Regions from separate parts of the Gossypium hirsutum genome. Here region 2 is linked to region 1. A link is a contact called in public Hi-C data. All regions are on one chromosome and are shown on one strand. The core of a region is the stretch at or near the end of the contact, and the rest is flanking DNA. Distances in the headings are between cores, read along the strand shown. Region 1 holds the start of LOC121207596. Region 2 has its middle 5.8 kb from the start of LOC121207598.

What was found. Hi-C and Micro-C count contacts between places; a contact is called where the count stands out from the background.
Region 2: a contact with region 1 is called in a Hi-C map of leaf, with 1.5 times the contacts expected there. The contact joins the enhancer-like site here to the promoter of LOC121207596 in region 1. A contact is called at or near these places in 3 of 34 Hi-C or Micro-C datasets (all in leaf).

Annotation. Positions count from the first base shown.
Region 1 is chrA10:105,958,080-105,961,274 of Gossypium_hirsutum_v2.1, forward strand. LOC121207596 reads right to left here and starts at 1,315. Exons shown (of 4, transcript XM_041077934.1): 1 at 1,124-1,315; 2 at 735-846; 3 at 440-535; 4 at 178-336. The coding sequence starts at 1,203. The coding sequence ends at 280.
Region 2 is chrA10:106,112,694-106,115,835 of Gossypium_hirsutum_v2.1, forward strand. It overlaps the pseudogene LOC121207599. Among protein-coding and RNA genes, the nearest start is that of LOC121207598, 5.8 kb to the left of the region's middle. Within about 2 kb of position 1,403, at least 7 of the 9 cell types and tissues checked have an H3K27ac peak or open chromatin away from gene starts, as enhancers often do. A contact at or near this core is called in leaf, where this site is marked.

The DNA.
Region 1 (3,195 bases), core at 65-2,564:
TTAGCACGACTTGAATCTAATCTATACTTGGAATGATGAATATCTTTGACCATCAAACCATCACGTATGATTCAAGTTTTTTTAATATTTTAATTATCAATAATTAATACATTTTAATTATATTTGATCATTTAAATAATATTATTTTACATCACTTAAAAAATATTATCCAATGAATTAAAAAGATAAAGAGATAAATCCATTCCACATTAAAAATTAGTATATATGTAAATTACTGTATAACCCGCTGTATTGCCAATCTCATCCAACATGAATTGATCAAGTAACTTTCGGCCTCAACATAGCCGAAATGACGAGTCCAACATTCACAACCAGCTGCACCATATTATGATCAGCCAACAATTCTAGTTATCAGCCCAAAGTCCAACAATGCTTCCACCAAGAAAATGCCCAGAGATTTGAAGGTTAGATTGCTCACCATGTGTTTGTAAAAAGTCCTCAACATTTGACATAACTTTTTCATGTATATCCTGTGCAGTTTCACAAATTTGTGAACAAACAAGACTAGTTTTCCCTGCAAGAAAGTAATGGATTGAGCATGGTTTAATTTCTTTGTGTAGGGCCCAATTTTAGCCTGGGCCCAAGACCCACAAACAAAAAACATAAATAAAGGTTTTTTTTACAGTCCAAATTACAGGCCCAGTTATTTTAATCCAAATCTAAAGCCCAAAATAAAACTTAAACCTAAACCCTTCAACAAAAAAACCCCTAACCCCCAATACTTGCAACAGCCGCCGCTCCACCAACGACCTCCGCGTCCCACTCCACTTGGGGCTCCAAGGCCACACTACTCGCGGCACGTCAGAGGCGTGCTCGCCCACGTACCTACAAACATGTAGAAAAACAATTGTAAAAAGGCTATAAAAGCCTCATGAAAATCCATTTGAAGGGACTTTTTTTTTACTTTTATCTTTTCCAGAGAAATCGGTTACAGATTGTATACAAATTTCAAGCAAAAATCAGTAGAAAGCAACCAAAGAATATTTTTAAAGGTGATTATTTACTACATCTTTATTTTATTTCTTTTTTTTTTCATTTTTTTCCCTTCCCATTCAAATCCACAACACAAACTAAAGGATAGGAGAGAAGGAGAGGGACTCACCGCGCATCGTGCTCGCACTGTCTGAGAGCCCTGCTTCGCTGGTCGCAGGCGACTTTTAGGGCGGTTGAAGGCCTAGGCATAGGCCTTTCGGCGAAGAGCAGAGAGAAGAGTAAGGGGATTTCAAAACTTTAAAGGTTTTTTTTAAAATCAAAGTTAAAATGTTTTTAAGCAAAAAGTATTTTAAAACAGGTTTTAATATTTGGAGTAATAAGACAAAAACAGCATTTGGGGGAGGGGGGTAAGAGTCAGTACGCGTTTTGACTGGACCCACACGCATTTTACCTTTAAATGAGTAATTTGCGCAATCAGTCTCCCTCTTTCACGCTAGCGCTCAATCGAGCCATGTTTTTTTTTTAAATTCTTTTAAATTGTCCCTGTAATCTGCACGCTATTTCAATTTGGCCCTCCCCTTAGCGCAGTATTTTGAGATTTGGGGAATTTTCGGTTTTAGTCCTCGAACATTTGTGCGCATTTGATTTCGGCCCAAAATTCTATTTTAATGATTTGTTTTGTTCATAAATTATCCCTTGGATTTTGTTTTTCTCTCAATTAAGTTTTAGTTATTTATTTTTTTTAGAATAAACATGTTGTTTTAATATATTATTTTGGAACTATTTTGATTTCACATTTTATTTATTTATTTTATTTTCATGTGCATACTTGTCTATCTGAAACACCTTCCTACATTATTATTACTACTATATATATTATTTATATTAAGTTTTTTCATGTATATATATTACTTTGTATATCATTAACTTTTAATCTTTTATGCATATTATTTATTTTTAATTTCATTTACGTGTTACACATATTATCTATTTTAATTTTTAATTTTTGATACAGTTCAAACTTTCATTTAAACTATTTACTTTATAATATTTATTTTAAAATTTATTTCTACATTACTATTTAATATATTATTTCTTTTATTTTTTATTTATCTTTAAATTCTTATATCTATTACATGTTTTAAAATTTTCGTATAGTTTGTATAGTAATATTTCCAAATTCTCTTTTTCCCATATTTTATTTTATTTTAAAACTTGTCATATTTCATTTGTGTGATTTATTTGAAATTTCTTTTAAAATTGGTTTCTTATTCATTAGCCATTGGTTATAAATGGTGGTATTTTTATAATATACGATGTGCTGCTATTACATGTATTCTAAGTTGTTCCTTTGCATTTCCTTATTATTTTAGATTATTCATGAAATGTTATTACTACGTGTTTTATTCCTTATGTTATCGAATTATCCCTTTTTAATAAAAATATATTTCATTTATTCATTACATTTTATTCGAAATTTTAAACAAGGCAATACTCGGTACTTGGGAGCTTTGAGGAAATTGTGCCCTAACTTATTAAGTTCCGATTTTCCTCGTCGAATCTAAGTAATCGAGTACCCTTCCTTAAATCAAAACAAATAAGTTTCAAATAAAAGCTTATTCTTGTGAATTCAAGATATTGTGTCCTAACTTATTGGATATGACACTTTATTTTCTCGATGTAAGGATTTCTAAAAAATAAATGCAATATTTTGTATTTGAAAATTTGAAAGATTGTACTCTAACTTACTGAGTTCCGGTTTTTCATTTGACCCAAATAACCGAATATCATTTTTTTCATTTAAGTGCATGACTTTTGAAAATTAAAAGACAAGCTTATTTTCGAGGGTTTACAAGCTTATTTTCGAGGGTTTAAATGTTGTATCCTAACTTACTAGGTGTGACATTTTATTTCTTCGAGATAAGAGGGTCTTAGCATTCCATTTAATTTATTCAAGTGTTCTTTTTAAAAAAAAAATAAAAGGATCGTATTCTAAAATCTTTTCAAACATTCAACGTTAAAACATTAACTAATCAATTCGGTACCAATTTTGGGCGTTACGAGGGTACTAACCTTCCTCGTGTGTAACCGACTCCTGAACCTTTATTCTCAAATTTCGTAGATTAAAATCATCGTTTTAATAAATTAAAATGTTTTATTAAAATGATCAAACTCAAGGTGATCTGATCACACCTCGAAAAAGATCGGTGGCGACTCTATTTTTATTTTTAAGTCGACTCC
Region 2 (3,142 bases), core at 153-2,652, 150 kb after region 1:
AATATATAATAACATATAGATTCTATGATTATCCTAGATCTAATAGAAGAATCTACCAATTTGTTTAAAAATGAGTAGATTCGTCCCTTGAACTGAACCCATGTCAAGTTTCCCCCATTTGTTGAAAATATTTTAACACGGTTATTAACAACAAAAAATAATTCGAGCATTACTATACAAAATAAAAAAATTTATAGGTTACCTATTAACCAAAGGGAATAAATTAAATCGACCTACTAGGGCCAAAAAAGGCATTCTGTACGAAGCCCACGATCAAAGCAAAAGTAGGCATCTTCCAATATTTTGTGACTTTTGATTCGTTGTTCAACACATTTCCTAATACAAGAATGTTAAGATAAAGCCTCCAACAATAATGCGAAATCAATTGGAAGTCTCGAATTAACTCTAGGTACATCAAATGTACCCTATTTGTCGAATTTCCTAGCATCAACACTCCACCTAACAAATGTAAAATATAGGCTCTTATGCGAAAATTTCAAAATTTTTCCTAAACCATATTCACTTTGGCTCCCTCCATATCTCCTTTATCTGGTATCTTGCCAAGTAGTTGTCTGCAAGTTTCAATGATTGCGCTGACACTGGTGACTGGGAAGCCATCTATGGGAAGCCCCAATCAGAATGCTACATGTTGTAGTGTGATTGTACACTCCCTACATAGCAAGTGGAAGGTATGTGTTTCAACTCTCCACCATTCCACCCATGTATATATCAATTCCTGGTTCAAATTAAAACTCTCGATCCTAAATGCATGACCAAATCTAACTACATCTAGGTACACATGCAAGCAGTTATCTCGATGATCTCATTTGTTATGCCTCTTTGTTTTAAGAACATGATCGTAGGACTGCAAAAAGTTTGATTATATAAAAAATTTAATTAGTAATGACCATTTAGATTATTATTATCAACATTTTCCTAATGCTATAAAAATTATTTTACCATTTGAGTAATATAAAAAGAAGTGTAGTTCGAAATAGTTTGAGAACATGATGATGTTGTCATTTTTATAATTTGTAATAATATATTAAATTTAGAATATTTATATATAAATATCTATATCTCAATATTAATAAATAAATAAAATTTTGAATTTAATATAATTAAATTTAATATAATTCTAATTTAAGATTTTAAACTAAAAAAAACATTCTAAAAACACTGATGAAGATGACTTTGAGTAAAATAAAATTTGACAACTCTTTTTTTACCATGGATATAGTGTAGGCTTTGGGGGTTTTAAAAGGTTTAGTGGTGTGGGAATCCGGGTAAACAGGCCTGGAAAACGTTGCTCGAATTTGACCTTTCTATGTCAGGCCTGTATGTTGATTTCCATGACCTGGAAATCGATCTCTGCCGCCCGTTTTCCGCCTTCTCAGTTTGCCAGGATTTGACTCAATAGGCCACGGCCCCAAGCCTCAAAATCGGTGTCACTGGACCCATTTTGCTCTGTTCAAGGTTGCAAAAAAGCTTGTCGTATTTTGATCAACTGTGCTGATATGACCGCTTTCATTTTACTGGTTTTTGGGTAAAAAAGGCCCTGATTATTATATTATTATTTTTTCACCTATTTTTCAATCCAGCTGACAAAAAAGAAATTGTCAGGCTGAAATTGGTTTGGTGAAATAGATTTTGGCTGATAAATTTAAAATGTATTCTAATTGAGGGTGGATGAATGAAATATTTATTTGTGATTAGTATAAAAATATTGATAATATTTAAATTAGATATTGTAATGATATTATAACATAAGATAAAAAATAAAATAAATATATTACTTTTCATTATCTATCCAAATTCATCTTTAGTCAATATAAGCATATGACTAATGTTTTATAGTTGAGAATCTATTTTTTAGTTAATATAATACCAATCAAATTAATAGTTAATTAGTTAAAATCATTTTGACTATTAATTTGAAGATATCCTTTATGTATATAATTAACTAAATATTCAATTTTATTAAATTAATTTTTTAAAGTGTAAAATATTAAAATAAATAAGAATTAGATCATAAATGAATACCTTAATAGAAATCATTATCCGAATAAATAAAATTAATTCGAATAATATATGAAATATTCAACATTGTTCCAACCAAAACTAAAACATAATAATATGGAATAATCGACTTTTTACTATCCCTTTTCTTATTGGCTGCAAAGTGAGAAAATCTTAATTCCGAATCCGAGTAAGAATATTCATGTAACCAAACATATCCACTATAATATCTACAAAACTTTTCTTGCTTAGTTAAACCCCTCAAACTGCAAATACTTGAAGGCTTAAACCTCTATTTTTTTCATTTTCAAAAAATGGCTCTCCTCCAAATCCACACACTTCCTCACCAAATTCCTTCACTTTCACCCATTGTTTTTTCATCAAAAACCCATTCCAAAAACTCACTCTTCTTCTCTACAACAAAGGTTAGACCTTTCTCACTTTCAACACAACCCAGAAAGCTGCTTTGCAAACCCCCACTTGGCAAATATGTCAGGGAAGATTATCTTGTGGTAATTCTTCTTCTTTCTTCTTTAATTTATTTTTATTTTCATTTCTGGGTTTGTTTTGCTTTGTCATTTGCACTATTGGGTTTCTGTCGAAATTGAAAAAAAAAAGGAAGATAAATGAAGTGCTTTTATGACTTTTTAGGTTATTCATCACTGGAAAGATTAAGTGAAATTATTGATTGTTGACTTGGAATTCAATTGTATTTTTCGTTTTTGTTTCTCATGAATCTTCCCATATACATATAATTCAGTTTGTAGCTTTTTTCCCTGTTGGGTTGCTGAAATTTTGAGAAAATAAAATAGTGGAATTTGAAGAGTATTAATCCTGTTATTATACTTCTTTAGATAGATTGTTTGTAAGGTTGGCAAAACAAAATAAAAAATGGAAGGGGCTGGTGGAAAAGTACTGTATATACTAAAACCATATATATACAACAATCTTTTATATAGGTATAGGTATATGTATATGCATATGTATCCATATACAAAATAATTGTATATGGTGAAGTTTTGTTCATTAACAAAGTTATTATACATATTTGTACAATATTAAACTAAAAATCATTAGTAAAAAGTGGGTTGCGGCGACTAGGAGTAATATGGAATGACTATAT